Linked DNA regions of Pan troglodytes: region 1 is linked to region 2. A link is a contact called in public capture Hi-C data. All regions are on one chromosome and are shown on one strand. The core of a region is the stretch at or near the end of the contact, and the rest is flanking DNA. Distances in the headings are between cores, read along the strand shown.

Region 1 (4,258 bases), core at 160-2,659, 190 kb before region 2:
AATTTGCTTTGTTAAGCAAAACTTACTTGTCTAGAATATAGACATCATGGGTAGGGGAAATGGGGAGATGTTGATCAAAGCATACAAACTTTCATTTATTAAATTGAGCAAGTTCTGGAGGTCTAATGTACAGCATGAGTGGTGATGGGTGTTAATAAGTTTGATTGTGCTAATCACAGTGTATTCACAAATAATCATGTGGCACACCTTGAATAGATATCTTTGTTAATTACATATTTTTAAGTATAAAAAGATTTTGGCTTTATGCTAAGTGAGATGGGAAGTCATTCAAGGATTTTGAGTAGAGGGACATGAACTAACTTACATTTTAGCAAGACTATGCTGGCTTCTGGGTCCAGGTGAGAGATGTTGTGGCTGGGACCACAGTGGCAGTGATGGAGGTGTTGAGACATGGTCAGGTGAGAGATATGTCTTGAAGAGCCAGTAGGATTTCAGGGTGGATACAAGGCAGAGTATGAGAGAAAGGGGTTCAAGGATGACTTCCAGTTGGAAGGATGGAGTTGCCATCAATTAAGGTGACGAAGACTATAGGAAGGGCAGGGCTTTTTGTTATTTTCCTTTTGGGTAGGAGTGGACATAATGATAATGCATCCAGTTTGATGGTTAGAGGGATGAGGGTGGAGGACCATAGGTTTTTGTCATCTCTGCATCCTCACAGTGACACCCTTAGATATTGCAGACCTCTTGAACTTACAGAGACATCTGCCTAGAGCACCAGGACTCAGCACTCTCCCCTGGAGAGTTATCAGTTCTGGCTTGGGGCACTGGTAAGCAGAGACCTTGAAAGGTAACCCAGGGAATTCCTAAAGGAGAGCATCTGTTGGCATAAACCCTCAGGGAGGGATCTTCCTTCCAGGGGTCACTCTATTTCTCTTCTCTTTCTGTCTTACGTCACTTGTCACTGTCATTACCTGCTGATTCCAGTAAGAGTTTCTTTATTTTCTTTCTCTAATCACTGACAAACTAGACCCAGAGCTTCTCTCTCTCTCTCTCTCTCTCTCTCATTCACGAGCAGCACAGCTCCCTTTAGTAATAATGGAAAACATGCAAGTGTTATACTTGCTTTTCCTCTGCTGCATCTGTTTCCTTATTTATTTTGATTGGATAAGTGAGAACTTTGTCTTTCCTGGGTTGCACTGAAAAGTATTTACACACATTAAAACAGGATGTGTTTAAATTTTGTAAAAGGTACATTTGCTGGAGAAAAGAGAGTCTGGTATTTTTGGGCGATTTAGTCTAGAGCTGAGGAGGAGGTTTAAGGTAAAAAGTGACCGTAGTGGTGAAAGAAAGGAGAGTGGCCGAGTATTGCCTTCTCTCTTCTTTCCCCCTTTTCAGGCTCTCCTGCTGTTGCCTGTTGCTACCAGTCCTGCCTTCGTGACCTTCTTTTACGCCAGGTGAGGGACAGTTGCGTGCTGGTGCAGCGGGGCATGGGGCATGTTAGCAGGGAAGGAAGAGCATTTCCGAATTCTAGAGCTCTCAGTGGGCAAGTGAGGAAAATCCTTGAAGGTTTGGAGTCTGGAGAAGAGCAGGACCAGATCTGGGTTTTAGAAAGGTGATCCTGATATCTTTAGGCATCTGGGTACAAGAAGAGAAACCAGAGACAAGCTTGTTAGAAGGTGGTTAAAATAATTTGTTCAAGCGAAGTTGAGAGCCTAGACTGTCAAAGAGGCTTGGCAGGGAAGGAAGGGAATTGAGAGGATCTGGTGACTTCCCAAAGGCCGGAGTGAGGAGGGAAGGGATGGCTCTAGGGTGAACAGGACCCATGATTCCAAGGGGAGAGCTGAGGGCAGGAGGTAAGAGAGGAGTTCAGTGTGAGTTAGGTTGAATTAGCCTGTAAGGTACCCATGTGGGTGAAAATAAAGTTCCTGGAATTGCCACATAGAGCCACTTTGAAGGCAGATGGAAAAACAGGGCAATCTCAGGGGAGAGCCAGAAGCTAGAGAGATACTTGGGAGTTCTGGGCTTAAATCTTGGTGATTGAGGTGATAACAGTGGGATATGGGCTGTGGGACAGCTCTTGGGAGATCATCACTCTGTCCCTCTTACACATATTTCCTTAAGAGATGTTTTTGCTAAGGCATGGTTTGTGCTGGAAGATCAATGAAAGACACTTTTGCTTCCAAACAGGGACTAAATTGTTTGTCACTAAAACAGCAGCAGCTCAACTGTTAGTTACCAGTCTCATATACAAGAGCTTCTCTTGGAATTTTGAGTTCCTTTCAGCAGCTTGTTGAAAACAGATTCATGAGAGAATCTGTGCTAGTGCAAAATACCTCATGCTCGTTAACTAATACTTCGGGTGTCTGTTGGGGCCTGAGAAACATGAAAAGGCACAACCAGCCCATGTGTCACTACAGACACAGACAAAGCAGCAGAAGCCCTTGTTTTGTTCTCTTGCCTCTAGTGCCTTTGGTTCTTAATTTCCTGTCTTTTCAGTCACCTCAGCTTAATCACATAAATCTGGTTTGGTGGTTGAGGTTATAAAGCGTTTCCAGTCTGTTCTCAGTATAACCACAGAAGCCTTGTGAATAGAGAATCTTAATAATAAAGCTTGTTCGAAATACTCATCATCCAGGTAACCTTATTAAAAAAAGATCCCAAGTTATAATGCTCAGTTCCCACAGTTTTTATTGGGCAGATTGTTAGCAAGCATCTCGAACACTTTGCTGCATGAGCGCTTAAGTTATTTGACAACATCAGCACTGCTTCATACCTGTATCTTGCAATTTTTGTAAAGGCAGTGGTTTGTAGTGCATTGCTGTGATTTGAAGGGTGGGACTTTCTTTCTGGAAAAGGGTTTAATAACATTTACAGAAACAAGAAGGCAATGCCAGAATTGATCCAACTGGCATTTCCTTTCTTAAAGAGCTGCTTTTCAGCTGTCCCATGAGCTGGGAGAAGCCCTCCTGCCCCATAAGGCTGGCGTTACAGCTGACACACTGTAGTTACTGAGATTGAAATCAATCGCTGGACTGTGATGCTGTTAATACTGCTCTGCAGGGCAGTTACCTCCAATCCCCCCTCCGCCCCCTGTCCACAGCATACATTGAAAGGGATTGCTTGTGGAAATAGATCTTGGAGACAATTTTATATATTCAATTGCATTAGTCAATTTTTTTCTTTGACCAAACTAGGAAAAAATGTAGTTTATAAGATTGTTCTTAAGAAGTAGATAATTTTGTCTGTTAGAATATACATTTGGTGAAGTCTTTTTTCATGAATTAAGTTAAAAAGATCGTTTTCCCCAAACAAACAAACAAACTGATCTTACATTGTTACACATCTCATTAGTTATTTAACACGTGCATAATATTCTTAGCTTCTTAGCTGGGCGGTAATCTCTTGAGAAAGCAAATACAAAGCTATACAAAACTTCTGCATTTTTGTATTCCTCATAATTCCCATAGTGGTATTAGGCCTATAATAATACCGTTTTATAGTAAGTTTGTTTTGGCTAAAACTCAATTTCAGTGGAAAGTTCACATTTCATATTTTCAAAATCTGGATTCCATTTAAATTTAGAGGAAATTTCAGCACTTAACCACCTTTTATTTGCATCTACCTTCTGTGCAAGCCCATATATTTTACAACTGGCATGTCAGGGTTATTCTGCTGTATCATGGGGTGAGTAATACCCCATCCTCAGGATTCAATTGGTGCATTGTAAAGAGTTTCTTGCTAATTGATTTTGTGAGAACATTTGGCCTGCAAGAGGATTATGTTCCTATGGAGTTACCATCACAACCTTTGTTATTTTCATGAGTACTTTTGCTAATATAATAACAATGACATTATTTGCCCTTTATTCTTCCTAACTTGGTAGATAAATTCGAGCAACTAAAACTGAAAAGTAATTTGTTCTTTTTTTTTTTCCAAAGGTCTCATCAGAAAATTGAAGACTCCGAAGAAAGCAGTGATGAAATACTTGTGCGTCTAACATCTGCGGTAAGACCATGCAATTTTCCTGCCTAGGGGTGCAGAAATAATGAAGCTGGGGTTCTAGAAGGGAAGTTCTTTGGGTGATGGTGTAGAGAGAGATTTTCCCTGTGGCTGCTCATCATTGTGGGAGGTATGAGGCAAGGCAGAGGGAGACAGTGGCTTTGACTTTCTATATGGGGATGGAGCCTCCCTTCATGAGATCATAGATATTTCTGGTGGAAAGTTCCTGCAACCTTTGTGGAGGTGGAGGTGTAGTATCTGATTTTTTAAATACAGTATGCGTTAACCTAGGAAAGTT
Region 2 (4,656 bases), core at 2,047-4,546:
TTGAGATAGGGTCTTCACAGAGGTAATCAACTGAAAATGAGGTTTTAGTGTGAGCCTGAATCCAATGTGACTGGTGTTCTCCTAACAGGGAAATTTGGAGACAGACACAGGCAGGGAGAACACCCATGTGAGCATGAAGGTGGCCACTCATGCTGGGGGTGGGGGATGGAGGGGAGTACCTGGAGCAGACCTTTCCTTCACAGCCCTCAAAAGCAACAGACCCTGCGAGCACCTTGATCTCAGACTTTCAGCCTTCAAAACTGTGAAGCAATACATTTCTGTTGTTTGAGCCACCCAGCCTGTGGTATTTTGTTACAGTAGCCCCGAGAAACTCATGTAGCTTTGCTGGGAAGACCTGAAGGAAGTGAGGGACCCACCCATGCAAATCCCTGGGGGAAAAGCATTCTGGGCAGAGGGAACATCAAGTGCAAAGGTGTCGAGTGTGCCCCTTGGAGTTCAGCAACCAACGAGGATCCTGGTGCAGCTGGAGCCAGTCAGGAAAGGAAGAGAAGCAGAGGAGGTCAGCGATAACTGGGGCCAGATCACATGGAGCCTTGATGTTTACCTTAAGTCAGATGAGAAACCAGTGGAAGATTTTAAGCAGAGAAGGACATGACCACTCTGGCTACTGAATTTCAGACCAAATAGGGGCAAAGGTGGAAGGAGGGAAATCAGTGAGCTTATTGCAATAATACAAGCAAATACCATGGTGACTTCCACCAGGTGGTGGCATGGGGTGATATGACATAGAGTCATTCTGGATATATTTAGGAAGATACATCTGATATGGTTTGCTGATAAATTAGATATGGAGAAAGAGAAAGTTAAGAGTTAACCACAAGATTTTTGGTTTGACCAGCTGAAACCATGGAATTGCAACTAATTGCAATGAAAAAGACCTTGGAGATGGCAGGTTTGAAGGAGAATAGCAGGAACTCAGTTCGGGACATATTTGGTTTGAGATGTCCACTAGATAGACATGGATTGGAACTAACAATAGTCTCTTTGTACCAAGTCTGACTTGTGTGCTTGATTTAGGGGACTTTCTACATCATCCACATCTGGGATTTCACCAGTCAAAGCCATTCTATGAGCTGGGGTGTTGTGCTGGATGAATACTTGCTAAATAATGATGCTTCAAACCTCCAGGTCCAAGCTCCAAGCATTGTCAGCACAGCCATGTGGAGCAACTTCGATGCACAGAACCTCTTCAAGTCCAACCAAATAGACACCACCCACTTGGGCAACAAGCCATCTCAGAGGGCAACCACCTCATGGGGCTCTCGACACTCTTCCTCTAGCAACCATACTTCAACTTTGACTTCACAGTTTGTTTAGTGCTGCCTTCTCATTCGGGCCTTCCTTTCCAGAAGAAATGTAGAAATATGAATTACACTTCTGTCATTAGAGATTCCAGAGGCTTCAATTAGGCAAGCTGAAATAAAATCTGTCTAAAAGACACGTAGTAATAGGCCTTTGAAACAAGCTTTGAGGTGGTCCCAGACATTCAATTCCAATTTCACATTGCATAGCCAGAAACAAACTTGTACCTCAATGGGAAAGAACTTTTCAGACGGTCCATTATTTTTTTATGTTACCTTCTTTTGTCATCAAAAAATGATCTGGATCTCTTCTCTCCTCCTCACTTAAGTAACTTTTCTTCATGTCCTGGGTCATGCCCCAGGAATTTTTATCTACAAAGTGCTCAGCCGGGCGCACAATGCACATTCGCTGCTTAATAAATATTTGTTGCCTGAGATGCGTGCTGCTGGCATGACCAAAATGTGAGACGTTAGCGACATCTGCTGGGGATATGGTGATGGTGTGCAGAATTTAAGTCAGAAACGCATGTTTTTGAAGGGCTGAGTTAAATCAAATGCCACACTGGGGCACTGTTGGAAGCTTACGTCTACAGTGATGAGGCCATGGCTTTGCAGCTCTTCCTTACCAGGATGTGGTCCAGTGGGTTATTGTTCTCCTACAATATAATGCAGCCTTGTTTTTTTTAAAATACAGAAATCAAGAAGATGGAAAAGGAGCTGAACGGGGGAAAGCTGAGGTTTGCACAGGTCTGTTGGCTCCTAAGAAAATGAAGAAAGTGAGGGCAGGGAAAGGATGGAGAAGCAGGTCTCCAGTCTTCCCCCACTCCGACCGCTGGCCCTCAGGAGAAAGTGCAAGTGTCCAAAAGCAACTTCCCAGCCACTGTCCTTCCCCAGCCTCACCTCTGGCTTCTGCTCCCTGTCCCTGCCCCACACCCCAGGGGACACCTTCCTCAGGTCCACTCCAGCCCAGCTAAAACATTCAGGCACTCACCTCCAGACCTTGGAGCTTATTTGTTCAACAGCCAAGTAGCGAGTGGGGACTTGGGAACACTAGGAGGCGCTGTGCTAAACATGGGTGTACATTCCAGAGCCAGTCCAGGGAGTGTGGTTCCGGAACGGGTGGAGCTTCTGGTGTAGTGGATGTGGACTTTCTGGCCTGGATCTCCTCTCTCCTCCTCACGTAAGTAACTCTTCTTCATGCCCCAGGTCTCAGCACCCCCAGGAAACCTGCACTGGCCCCTCTAGCCTACACCAGATTCCCCCCAACCAAGCACCCTCGTAACACCTGGGTTTACCCCTCTCCAACCAAGTCAGAGCCTCTGAACTAGTTGGCCTGCTCCTCACCTCCCAATACACTAGATGTCCCCTCAAGCACCGGCTGCCTTCTTTACATTTAGGTATCAGTGTTGATCACAAAACCAGAACAAGGTAGGTACTTCTGTGGTCCTGGAAGAGCTATGGTAACTGTCATAGACCCAGGAAAGACGCCGTTTACTACGCAGAGGTGCTGCGGTGAGTGACAGGAGACTCAGCAGCATTGTCACATCACAGAGCAAACCCTGCCTGCTGGGCTTCCAGGCCATGTGAAGGTAGAGATAACCGATGACCTGCTTGATTGAGTGTGGAGCCCATGGGGCTGGTAGGGGTGCCAGGGCTTCAGATCTCTTCCAGTGTTCTGGGGTCTGCCTGTCCCAGGAGCTGGCAGCAATTCCAACACATTCCTGAGCACTTATTGCTAAGGTGAATCCAAGTTCACGTTCCCAGAACAGGTTCCGAGTCAACCACGCCAGAGGTCTGCGCCAGCTGCACTTGGTCTAGGAGGCCTGGGACCACCATCAGCCCATCCTTCCTTGAGGCTCCGGAACAGCATGGGACATTAGCTGAGCTGTGCTCAGAAGCAACTCTCTCGCTGATTAGGGCTGCCGAGAGTCCCATCGTCTGCTCACCTGTCAATCAATCAAGCCTCTTCACTGCCATCCTGACCATCCTGTCAGGGCTGATCACCTTGGCTGCTCACAGAACCCATGAGGACTGAGAATTTCCCAGATCCTCACAATGACTGAGCAGCCCTGCTTCCCTGGACCTTTATAAGCATCTGGAACATACCCAGGTGTGCCAGGTGTGGCCTCCATGGCCTGCCAGAGGAGGGGGCAGGGGGAGTGCAAAGACTGAATCAGACAAAGACTAAGCTTTGTTTCTGCCCCTTCTTCACCCTTTTTTCCCCATGCAAGAGTCTCAAAGGCAGATCCAGAAGGAAAAGTCAGCAACATTCCACCATTCAATTCCTTTTCTTGGCCCCAGTGTGTGCCCTGGGGCCCTTTCGTTCTTTGGCCTGGGTAGAGTGTGTGGCCACACGCTGCTGAAAAGGTCAGGGTCAAGATGCTGGGAGCTGCCAGTGGCGCTAGAGGAACCCATGTTTTCCATTGTGGATTAAAATACCCATTTGCCTGCGGCTGAGCTTCCCCTCCGAATCCAATAGGTCAATAAGGACCAAGGACAAAGCACAAACAGGGCCTGGAAGCCAAGAGATGTCGATAAAAATGGAGATAAATAGGCATTTCAGTGCGGGCAGGCCGTGGGTGTGGGGCATTGTCCTTTCTCTGGCCGGCAGTGCCTGGCCACTTTGTCTCCAAACAGTGCTTCCATTTTAGAGATGCCAGATTGGTTTGGACCCAAAGCTTGACTGTTGCGGGGTGGGCTGAGGTGGGAGTGGGGAGGATTCACACAGAAAAAAAAAAAAAAGCATCCTTCTGGGTGCCAAATGTGGCAGTTCCTCCGTTTCTTTCCAGTACAAAGCCCTCCCAATGCGGAAAACACTCCTTTTTGACCGTGTTACTCTTCTTTCCTTTTAAGAAAATAAGTTCCCAATCTTTGGGTTTTTTAAACAGTGCAAATGCTGGCATTTCAGAGCTGCTTTAGTGTCTTCGGCTAGATGTTGAAAAGAGCCCAGTCGTCTCTCATTATTTCCTCTGCCCCTCAGTTTATTTCATGTAGAGCTCTAATTGAAAGATCCCAGCCGGGTGCAGTGGCTCATGCCTGTAATCCCAGCACTTTTGGAGGCCGAGGCAGGTGGATCACAAGGTCAGGAGATCGACCCACCCTGGCTAACACGGTGAAACCCCGTCTCTACTAAAAATACAAAAAATTAGCCGGGCGTGGTGGCAGACACCTGTAGTCCCACCTACTCGGGAGGCTGAGGCAGGAAAATGGCATGTACCCGGGAGGCGGAGCTTGCAGTGAGCCGAGATGGCGCCACTGCACCCCAGCCTGGGTGACAGAGTGAGACTCCATCTCCAAAAAAAAGAAAAAAAGAAAAGAAAGATCCCTGGAGTAT

The links. Capture Hi-C pulls out chosen DNA fragments and counts their contacts.
Region 1: a capture Hi-C map of stem cell-derived neural stem cells shows a contact between it and region 2, with 5 times the contacts expected there. The contact joins two enhancer-like sites. A contact is called at or near these places in 2 of 7 Hi-C or Micro-C datasets (both in induced pluripotent stem cells) and 1 of 1 other capture datasets (stem cell-derived neural stem cells).

What each region holds. Positions count from the first base shown.
Region 1 is chr6:28,125,057-28,129,314 of NHGRI_mPanTro3-v2.0_pri, reverse strand. RAPGEF5 (Rap guanine nucleotide exchange factor 5) reads left to right here. Exons shown (of 26, transcript XM_024357764.3): 6 at 3,900-3,966. Among named protein-coding and RNA genes, the nearest start is that of RAPGEF5, 65 kb to the left of the region's middle. Within about 2 kb of position 1,409, at least 7 of the 24 cell types and tissues checked have an H3K27ac peak or open chromatin away from gene starts, as enhancers often do. A contact at or near this core is called in stem cell-derived neural stem cells, where this site is marked.
Region 2 is chr6:27,940,506-27,945,161 of NHGRI_mPanTro3-v2.0_pri, reverse strand. LOC134810413 (a long non-coding RNA gene) reads left to right here. Exons shown (of 3, transcript XR_010158355.1): 2 at 2,017-2,069; 3 at 2,411-2,498. Among named protein-coding and RNA genes, the nearest start is that of CDCA7L, 170 kb to the right of the region's middle. Within about 2 kb of position 3,296, at least 6 of the 24 cell types and tissues checked have an H3K27ac peak or open chromatin away from gene starts, as enhancers often do. A contact at or near this core is called in stem cell-derived neural stem cells, where this site is marked.